Linked DNA regions of Capsicum annuum: region 2 is linked to region 1. The links are chromatin contacts, called in public Hi-C maps. All regions are on one chromosome and are shown on one strand. The core of a region is the stretch at or near the end of the contact, and the rest is flanking DNA. Distances in the headings are between cores, read along the strand shown. Region 1 overlaps LOC107873001 (probable L-ascorbate peroxidase 6, chloroplastic/mitochondrial). Region 2 holds the start of LOC107873000 (nitrate regulatory gene2 protein).

What was found. A called contact is a pair of places that touch in the nucleus more often than the background predicts.
Region 2: a contact with region 1 is called in a Hi-C map of leaf, with 2.2 times the contacts expected there. The contact joins the promoter of LOC107873000 here to the enhancer-like site in region 1. A contact is called at or near these places in 4 of 5 Hi-C or Micro-C datasets (bud, leaf and placenta).

Annotation. Positions count from the first base shown.
Region 1 is chr6:173,471,398-173,476,870 of UCD10Xv1.1, reverse strand. LOC107873001 (probable L-ascorbate peroxidase 6, chloroplastic/mitochondrial) reads right to left here. Exons shown (of 12, transcript XM_016719691.2): 8 at 4,116-4,190; 9 at 3,945-4,022; 10 at 3,761-3,865; 11 at 3,365-3,426; 12 at 2,772-3,225. The coding sequence ends at 3,412. Among protein-coding and RNA genes, the nearest start is that of LOC107873001, 12 kb to the right of the region's middle. Within about 2 kb of position 2,675, at least 5 of the 5 cell types and tissues checked have an H3K27ac peak or open chromatin away from gene starts, as enhancers often do. A contact at or near this core is called in bud and leaf, where this site is marked.
Region 2 is chr6:173,527,686-173,533,085 of UCD10Xv1.1, reverse strand. It overlaps LOC107873000 (nitrate regulatory gene2 protein), which reads right to left and starts at 3,049. Exons shown (of 4, transcript XM_047413548.1): 1 at 366-3,049. The coding sequence starts at 2,376.

The DNA of each region.
Region 1 (5,473 bases), core at 1,426-3,925:
ACTCTGAAGCACTGAAAATGTTATAAATTTAGTAAACTCTAAACTCTGAAGCACTGAAAATGTTATAAATTTAGTAAACTCTGAAGTACTGAAAATAAAAGAAAAAATATTGTGCTGCTACAGGATTGATATCCCTAGTCGTATGGGGGAAGCGCTGGCTCCAACCAGCGCACCAAGGTGCACTTCTTCTTCTTCTTTTATTTTTTTTTGAGTGCACTATTATATATATTTTAATTTTTCAAGATATATACACATATATATACATATAATTTTTTTTAACATTAACGGGTGCACGTACGCCCACCTATACATGTGGGTCCGCCTCTGACCAAAACATCAAGCACAAAGAGAAGAAATAATTACATAGAATGAAGAGTTATCCATAGACCATACAGGATAAAACCTGTTCCAACATGGATTTATAGGATCATCCAACCATGCATGGACAAAACATAAAAGGATAGGTTGAGGTATGGCCCCGACATGACAAAACAATTCAGGATATTGATACTAACATTATTACAATTCAAGGAAATACAGGGAGTGAATTTAGTGTCCTCAATTAATTTTATGAGTACGTGTTATTTCTTACTAGCATAAATATTGATCAACTCTATCCAACAAATTTTGACATATAATTAAAAAGGAAAATCATCTTTTCATATTTTTGTTTCTATTAAAATTTAAACTTAAAATCTCATAATTTCAAATCGTATCATATTAGATCACATCCAAATGTGCAAAAAGAAACTCATAACGGCATCCGATTGAAAATGAGGCTCCCGGAACATCAAATCTTTTGTTTTATTTTAGCAACAATCTACGCAAAAATTGAAGCATGCCAATTGATGTGTGTATCATCATAAAATATGCACTTTATTTATTATTTCTTAAATGACGTATAAAATTTATTGTGGACATGTGCAAATGAACGGAGGGAGCGTCATTCCAACCGCTTAATATTTGCGACTCCGGTTCATCTTACACTTTTCTGAGCTACAAGCTTCTTTTTAATGTTATTTGAAAGCCTTTTGATTTCATATGCACAAGGTAAGGGTAAACATCATAAATCCCACAAATAATAGGAGTTAATGACTCCCTTTCTCATAATTTTTCGTTACTACATAATATTATATTAGAAAATGATACGAATACATTGTATAGTCGTGAATACATTGTAGATTAATACATTGTATGACATCTGGATACACAATTAAAGTATTCAAATACATGGTTCAATTTGAAATACTTGCATTTTTTCGGGTTTAGTCACATGCATTCACATATATTTGAGGGGGGGGGGGGGGGGGGTTGCATCATGTATCCGCATGTATCTGAGTGTTGCAGTATGTATCCGCATGGTTATAACATGTATGAACATATCTGAGGCTATTGTGAAACATTATGTAATTAATTTAAGTTAGTGGGAGAACAAGTAAATATGATAAAGAATATTTGAGAATTTATGCAATTTATCCAAAAGGCTCCAGCCTGGTCACTGCGATTCCCTGGTAGGGGTGGACGTTCGATATTCAGTTCGGTATTTTCAAAGTTCGAATTTGGTAATTTGGTAATCAGTATTTGAACATAGATACCACATATCATACTTATAAACATCGGTTCGGTAGTTCAGTAATCAATAAATTAAACTTCGGTTCGATACGGTATTTGGTAATACCATATTAAAGTTGGAAATGTGTAAATGTACGTTTAAACTTCAAAGAGTATATTTAATAGAAACCATATTTAATATTCTTTTTGTTGCTTTTTACGAATATATAACCAAGGTCAAGAGATTCTTTGGGATGACTAATACTATTATCTATTGGGATGACTCTCTCTATATATTCGATATTCGGTATTTATCGAATATCAAACGGTTTTAATATCTTGCACCAAACCCAATCCCGAATACCGAATATTGAAATTTTGCTCCCAAATACCATACTAAATACCGAATTACTGAATACCAATTACCAAATTTTTCAATTAGGTTTGGTAATTCGGGTTTTAGTATTTTATGCCTAGCCCTAGTGAGGAGGCATTCTTTCTTACAATGCAACTTTCCAGTCTTCTAATTCTGGTTTTAAAAAAAAAAACTTAAAGGGGACTTTTTTCCATTAAATGATGATCTAATGTTTGGTCCGAAGTGGAAAATGGTTTCAATTGAGCTTTTGTACGTCATGTTTGGACTTGTTAATACTGGATTTCAACAGTTTAGTACGTAGTTCGAAATGCTCCCCCACAGAAGATATAACATTACATTTGTTTCTTTCTCAACTAGTCATTATTGTATTGATGATTGAGAAAACTTCATAGTTGGTTAGTGTAATATATATTCTTCTTGTTCTAGCAAGATTAGCGTCGTTCCTAATGAAGAGTAATCATTAAGGATCAAGACATGTCCAGTATTATTATTACCACAATGAACAATAATCATCAGGTCTATGCACATTTTACCATAAACAGTAAAATCCATTTCTTCAGAGACAGAATGCGTGATTTAAGAACGTTTTGGACTTCTTAAATTCTACTTTTTAAAACCAAAAAAAGAAAAAAAGAAAACGCAAAGGGAACATAACTCTTTAGTAAAAGAGTCTCTACAGTTGCATGGAAGGAGTAGATAGTGAGGGTTTTATTCAGTTGTTTTACTAGGAACGAGGAAGATCCAAGCAGGCGCGTAAAAAGATGCCAGATTTGACGACAATATATAGGACAGTGAACAAGACAAGAATAAATGACCATAAAAGCCACAGAAGCAGCAGCAAAGGTTTAAAGTAGAAAATCACAGCCATTCCAGTCCATATTTAAGTGAATTTCAACGCGTTTAATTCAAGTAGCACATACATAACCAAACAATATCATCACTGATTGCAAGATTTTCATAAATCAAGAATGTGAACTGAAAACGCACTGCATATTTCCTATCATATCGGTCAAAAATACCTCAACTCCCAAGCTGAGATGTCAAATGTGCCAACACCAGCTAGAATCATGATATTTAGAAAAAGTTTGTCAGAAGAGGCTTATCTGGCCTACCCTCTAAACCTTCATATTCTGTTGGAATATTTTGGCTCGTAGCATACATAAGCTCTCTCTGCAATCAAATAGGGAAGGCTGTTGAATTTATTTCTGTCCACTAGGCTTTCAAGTTTTGATTATTGGCTTGATCTTGTCTAAATTTAAAGTATCGGCAGAAGTAGAGATGATAAGTTGTACTTAGTCCTGCAGCAACCAAGAGGAGGAATGGTTAACCTTATAGTATATGTTGGTGTCTTGAGAGATTAAAATGCAAAAGTGGATGATATTATTGACTAATATCAAATAAATGACCAAGTAATAAGCTATTCAAGATGAACCTTACTGGCAGGCAGCCACAAACTTCTCTGGTTAACCTCGGATGAAACTATTTTAAATGGAGAAACCCTACAAAAGCAAATTCCAAACACATTAGCATCTTTCAATAACTTGCTAACTAAAATAATATTCAAAAGCGAGCTGGATAAGTATACGGTCTGGGGATGTCTGCTTAAGTAAAGCCTGTATCTTACCACCACAAAATAAGCTTTTAGAGCACAAGCACATGGAAGACAGACAGCAGGAGAAGGATGCATAAAAAGCCCAAATAGTCACAAGAGCCAACAATTTTAGTTCATTTAAAAGGGAATCATTTGAGATATCTATTTTATTGTAAGTCAAAGAGTGGGTTGGATGTACAGCTCAAACAGAAAGTATACATGGGAAAATACTGCAAACGTACCTGAGGAGGGTCAAATTTAGCCCCAAGGTTGCTCAGGCTAGCATGTGCTTCTGCATAATCTTTGAAAAATGAGTCTTGATCTACAGCATACTTCTCTGCATATTCCTGCAAGCACTTATATTGTCAATAGAAACAAATTTAGGTTGTAAAGACAGATTCATGAAGTTGTGGTATGCTACTCCACCTTAAATGAAGGATCTTCAAAAAGAACAGCATCCGTTGGCAAAACTAGCAGATCGTTGTCTCGTCTCTCCTTAATATCCTATACCAATAATTTTAGGTGAAGAACGAGGACAAAATTAAGTCATGTTGTTTCTTCAGACTTTCTATACAAATTATCATCATCAGAAAGCACCTTAAAGTAGGAATTGTCAAATTTCAGCCACTGCACGGTCCATGATTGCCCTCCTGGAGCTCCTGGTCCATCTTTCTGCAATGCGAAATAGAACAGTTCAGGCAACAAACTCGTTAATGTCGCAGAAATCAGCTTTCATTATTGGTAATTGCACATAGGAAAAAACATGAATATCTGATTTCCTTCAGGATCTCTGAAGAAGCAAAAGCACCATGGCGTAGAGAAATACATCAAGTCAAAAAGAGACACATGAGAAAAATATAGAAGTTAAACACAATGCAGCAACATCACTGTCATTGGTGTTAGAATACTACTATGCAAGAATTTAAGTCTGATTTTCAAAATCAAGTTAACTTGTGCCTAAATTGTACAAATAAACCAACAAGAACCAAAGACTGAATTGTTGCCAGCAAAAAAGAAATTCCAATGAATGAGAATGACAAAAAGGAGGTGCTTAAAGATGAAATCAACATTGAACAATGAGATTCTCGAGCTCATGCGCAATATTTCTAAGCTCTGCAATTTAGTAATCACAAAACGCATTCTTGAAGATCACACCAGTTGAATTAGAGGGAGGAAGGCAAAACCCAGCAGCAATAATTAGTGAAAGATAGGACATCACAGGTACATCATTTTCACGAGGAAATCAATAGCTAATTTGCTCCGACTTTCCAAAAATGCTGCCGCAACCGTGTCGGATCCTCCAAAAATGCATTACTTTTGAAGGATTCAACACCCACCCAATGACATTTTTGAAGAGTCCGAGCTACATAGATCAATATAGAGCATACACGTTCCAGCATTTGATTTCTTGTTTACAGAATCTCAAAGAAAGCAAACTAAAATATTAAGACAACATCCGTTCTGCAAAATCTAGGTATGATTAATTTTTGAAATTTTTGACATTGTTGCATACCTCAATGCTCTTTGCTCAAATAGCACGGAACATATACATCAACGAATTGTATGGCTGCTTTCTTATCTTCTTATTTGATGATAGTTTATTTCAAATTCAGTTATTTCTCGTGAAAAATACTCCTATAATTAATTCTATGTACATTTTTTTTTGCTATTCTACTATAGGAAATATAATTTTCTGCATAAGAGCATCATCCAATAGTATGTTTAGCATAGCTCATAGATCAAAGCCTAGGGTCACTACTGATGTTACTAATTTTGACAGAGTCGTGTGAACTAATTTTTTACCGAACCTGAATTTTACCCTTTTTTAGTGTTCAAATACTTTCTAGGGTACTTTTAACTTTAATTTCATTTTTTAGTTGGCTTTATTTGAGAAAATTGTAAACCAAAAAAATAGTTGCCTTTTGTTTTAAACCGGTAACTTTCAAAGATACTTG
Region 2 (5,400 bases), core at 1,800-4,299, 56 kb before region 1:
GTGTTTATTGAGCTCTCGGTTTTGTCTAGAATTTGTGGACTGTTTTTGGGTGTTTTTGATGCATACCAAGTTTGTATCGTATCAAATTTATTGAACAATAACTATATAAAATGACACCACTGCTGCAACTATTTGCACGATCATTCCATGGAAAAGGTTTTCAAGTTAGTCTGATTTGAATAGATTTACGAATATATGGCATGAAAAGAAATCAAACTGAGCAGAACCAAATTACACTCAGCAAAACAGAAATAGCTTACGAACATAGTGAAATGGGAAAAAGTTATACAGACATAAAGTAAAAACGTAAAGGAAACCCAGCATCAACTGACTCAAGAGATTAAGGAACATTGGCAAAACCATACCTTTAACAAAGCTAGGCTGGTAAGGCAGCTTTCCAACCTCAAGCATCAAAGCAACCTCCCTTCCATAACTAGAAGCAATCTCAAATTCATCTCGAATTTCAGCAACAACCTCATGTAGATCCCTGGTGCCCTGAGCATGTGATGTGGTCAAGCTACTTGACCTGGGTGATTCAATCTCATTCTTTGACATTTCATCCACCTCAAAGGTCACCCCTTTCTTCTTCATATGCACATCTTCTGGGCTTCCTGAAACGAGAGTTTCAAAATTGCTTTTTTCCTCAGTAATGTCAATTGAACCTGTGCCGCCACTACTATGTGATGGTTCTGCACTCGAAAGGTGAGAACCTGAATCGTACATTGTTGATATTGGCTTTGTACTGCCACCACTACTATGTGATGGTTCTGCAGTCGAATAGTGAGAACCTGAATCGTACATTGTTGATATCGGTTTCATCCTGCCACCACTACCCTCAGATTTTACTCCCTTTGAACTTGATGAGCCATCCAAATTATGTAATGACGAATCTGGTTTTGAACTGCCCATACTACTGTGTCCTGCTACACCCCTTAAATCAATGCCATGAGGCACTGATGGCATAGATTTTCTGCCACTGTCACTACTTCTGGATGAATTTGCTTCCGCGCGCTTTGTCTTTGGCTCATCACTCAATTTCTTTCCTTTATGGTACTCCTTATACATCTCAGTCTCGGTTTCTTCTTCCAAATCAGGAATGCCCTCCCTCTCCCTCACTTCAGTTGAATTAGGACTACTACTAACTGATGCAGAACTGTTCTGTTTATGCGGAAAGTAGCCCATATAACCACTATCTAAAGCATCAAACGGATTAAAATAGTCCCACGCAGAGGCCTTGGGTGCCGGAGGCGGCGGTGGCTCCTTAGGTGGACTTGGTTTCTTACCTTGATTACTCTGATTGCCCCGTTCACCAAATGGAGGAGCCATTGGGTAGCCATACCCACCACTTCCATTTGGGTAGCCATACCCACCATTTTCATTTGGGTAGCTCCAATGCAAATTGGAATACCCAGTAGGCACTGGATCTGCTTCATGAAATACTGTTTTCATCACTGGTGAAGATTTCTTCATGTAGTAAGCATACGTGTTTGGATTTCCACCATATTGTTGTCCTCCTGTCCAAGGAGCTTGAAATTGTGGATTCATTCCATAAAATGGATCCCAAAATCCTTGTGGTGGCGGAGCTTCATTATTCATCATCATCCCATATGGCAATCCCCCAGGCCTCGGCCCCGGCCACCAACCTGGTTGTGGATATGGTGAAATTGATTGTTCACCACCTTCAACCATATGAATCCCCTCGTAATGTTGATTTGCATTCCCATGACCCCTTCTACCTTCATAGTCTTCATGTACATTGCCATGACCTCTTCCACCCTCGTAATCTTGATGAGCATTCCCACGACCCCTTGAAGTCGAAGGCTCATCATGTTTATGTACATTCCTATGACCCTTTTGGGGCATATGTAGATGCTCCTGATCATCCTCTTCAGATGAATCTGATGACAAATGCAGGTGGCCGTGGACAGGTTCATCTTCATCATGGAAACGCGAAATAGAACTAGAAGACGAAACAGATATGGAAGATCCAGAAGACTTATGCTTATGATGAGTTCCACCAGCAATTTTCCTTTCACCAGGCAATACTAAAGAAGGAGAAGAAGGCGTAGAAAGGGAAGAAGATGAAGAACCAACAATAAGCTCTTCATCAACAAACTTCCTAAGTGCTTCGCCAACATCCTTAAGTGAATGAAAATAGGAAACATGAGCAGCAGCAAGTGCATAACGGTAATTAGCAGCAGCCTTTATCAGTTCTTTCCTCTCTTTACAACGAATTACAAGTTCTGTATCCACCGATTTAGACTCATTACAACCCATCTCAACAACAACAACAAAAACAAAATCAAGAATAACCAAACAGTCCTCAAGCCATATAGCCCCTTTAATAACTGTAACTTTTCCACCGCCTCCGGTCATCTCTTTACCTGTTTGCAAAATTGCATTGTGAAAAGAATGCAAAAAATCCCAAATCCCAAGTGAAAAGGGAAAACAATGACTTTAAATTTGGCAAGTATTAGTACTAGTAAAAAGTAAAAAGTAGTAGTAAAAGAAAGGTAGGAGGGGTTTAGGAGGGGATAAAAATCTGACCTTTGAAATTGAGGGGGTTGAATCTTGACCGCCCATACGAATTTGCGGGGGCAACAAAATCAATCGAATCTCTGATCTATGGAAGTTTGTAGACAAAATTGTTTGTTTTTACTCTAATAATAATAATAATAATCAGTAAGCTCGAAAATTATTTGTTTTTACATGCCCAATTCAAGAAACATTATGTATTGAGATGAGTGATGTTTATGGAGATTTGTGAATTTTGTCAGAAGTTTCAGTAAACAAAGATATAGAGAAGAAAAAAAAAGAAGTGTTATTCATGTTTGAAATTCTTGTACTAATTCTACTTCATTGCTTTGTTATGCGTGATTTTTGTTTTCCCGGTCTAAAATGCAAATTTAGATTTGTCTTAAACAAAAAAAAAAAAAAAAAAAAAGGAAAAGGGGTTTATGATGGGCCCAAAGGGTTGAAGAAGGGAAGTGAAAAAGGGGGAGAGTGTCAGAGGTTTTGAAGAAGAAAGGTCGTGGACAGTGAACAATGCCATTATTAACATTTGTTGCTTAGTGTTGTATTTGTAAAAAGGTAAGTCCCTTTTTCACTTCCTTTTTTAAAAAAAATACTAATAATAATAACTTTTTATTCTTTCTATTTTTTGTTTTGGTACGTTTACATTTTGACATGATTAAGGGTAAATTTGATTATTAAAATAATAATTTTTTAAAATTAAAAATGGAGCTGAAATTGAAATTGATATAGTATTTGAATATAAATTTGAATTTGTTTTTTTAATTTTGTAGGCTATGGTCATAAAAAAAATTATATTTTTTCAAAAAATTATTTCATTCTAATAAAAATAATAATTTTTAATCATAAAAATTATTTTACTTTAATGAAAAAAATTAAAAAATATTTTAAAGATGAAAATTAGATTTGTATTTTGAATATAAATATAAATTTAAGTTGTTTTTGAATTCTTATAAATAAGTTAATGCAACAAATGTTTTGAATTTTTTTAATTTCAAAAGAATTTACAGCAACAACAAAATACACACAATGTATTCCCACACAATGAAGTTTGGGAGAATAAAGTATATGTTGTTGATATTACTATCTATGAGGTTGAGTAGACTGTTTTCAATAGACTCAGCTCAAGATAAAAATCAATCCGAAAAAAAGTTAAAAAGTAGGTATAAAAGACAATAAAAAATAGCAAAACAGTTGTAGGCGAACAATATCTCCATAAAATAATGTTAGAAGAGACCTCTTTTTAGGGCGGATTTAGAGCGTTGGGTGGAATTTTTGAAAATCTAGTAACTTTTTGTGTGAATCTTGTATTTATATTAAGAAATCTAGTAAATATATAAAAATTATAAGTTCAAAATCCACAATAAAGTGTGTGATTGATCTAATGGCAAGAAAGGTACTTGTTGGAGTCTTATTGCCCTCTTGGTTGTGCTTTTTAACCCCATCAATGACATTTTTTTAAAAAAAATTATTTTGCTTAAGAAACCCACAAATTTAAAATTTTAGATCCGTCTCTATCCCTGCTTCTTTTGTCCAAATAGATACTAAGGGGTCATTTAGTGTGAAATATAATTTATATTAGTCCCAGAATAAAATGTATGATTATTTTATCTCATGTTTAGTTGAGGTATTAGTTAGTCAATGGATTATTTATTCCATCATTTATATCTTAGTAATGAAATAAGTTATCCCATATATATGGTGGATAACTAATCTTGGAATAACTAATTTTAAAATTAATTATTTCGAAATAACTCATTCCCAATCAAACGATCCTTAAATTTTGGCTTGGTTTAAGTTTGGTAGGTCTAGTGATATATTCCTTTTGTCTATTTATACTTGTTCAGTATTAATTTAGCTTATATTTTTTATAACAATGAATAATTGATAATTTTATTGTATCATTATTTAAATATAATAAATTTAGCAGCCAAAAGTGTGGCCTAATAATTCAATAAAGTTGGGATGAATATCATGAGTTCTCAGGTTTAATTCTCAGAGACAATCACTAGATTTTTTTTCCCATCTAATGGGAGGTAACAGATATCTTGTGGATTTAATTGAAGTGTGTGCAAGTTAGCCGGACTCCATGGTTATCAAAAAAATAATTAATAATTAAGTGATAAATGTTATAAAAATTTTAAAATTAATATCTATTTTAACATAATGGATTAAAAAAAAAAGGAAGTAACTATAGCAATGATCTAGTTTTAATTGTATATGTATTATTAATTATTGAATAAAGTTTCAAATCCCTACCATGAATCGCTGATTTCTTCTCAAATTTACTTTGTCAAACACTTCTTTTATTTTATATTTATTTTATTATGTTTCTATATTATAGAAGAGGTGGTTTTAACATGGTAGTTTTTGTCTTTAAATTCATATTTAAAGGTATTAAAGTCATTAAAATAAATTATAAGCTCAATTTAATTATTTTTTGTCCTTTGATTTTGAAACCTCATCAAAAGTTTGAATAAAAGCCCATTTTTTTCTCTTTAATTACAAGTAATGTCATGTAAGAATTTACCATAATGTCATAACACATTTGCATATATTTCCACACATGTGGGTCTTCTATCTTCTATTTATTTTTAAATCTTATTTATCTTTTTTATGTATAAAATTGTTTCAAATATATTTAAGTAAATTGATTAGTAGGATGATAATTTATTGTAAAAATTAATTATAATTGATGCAATTAAATAAATTTTATTCCTTATTTAATTTCATATCAAACATATAACTATCAATGACACAAAACTTTAGACAAGGAAAGTAGTATATATTTTTTAAAAATTACATAAAAAATATTATAGATTACAATAATTAAAAACTTGAAATATCTAAAAATAATTTGATTTACTA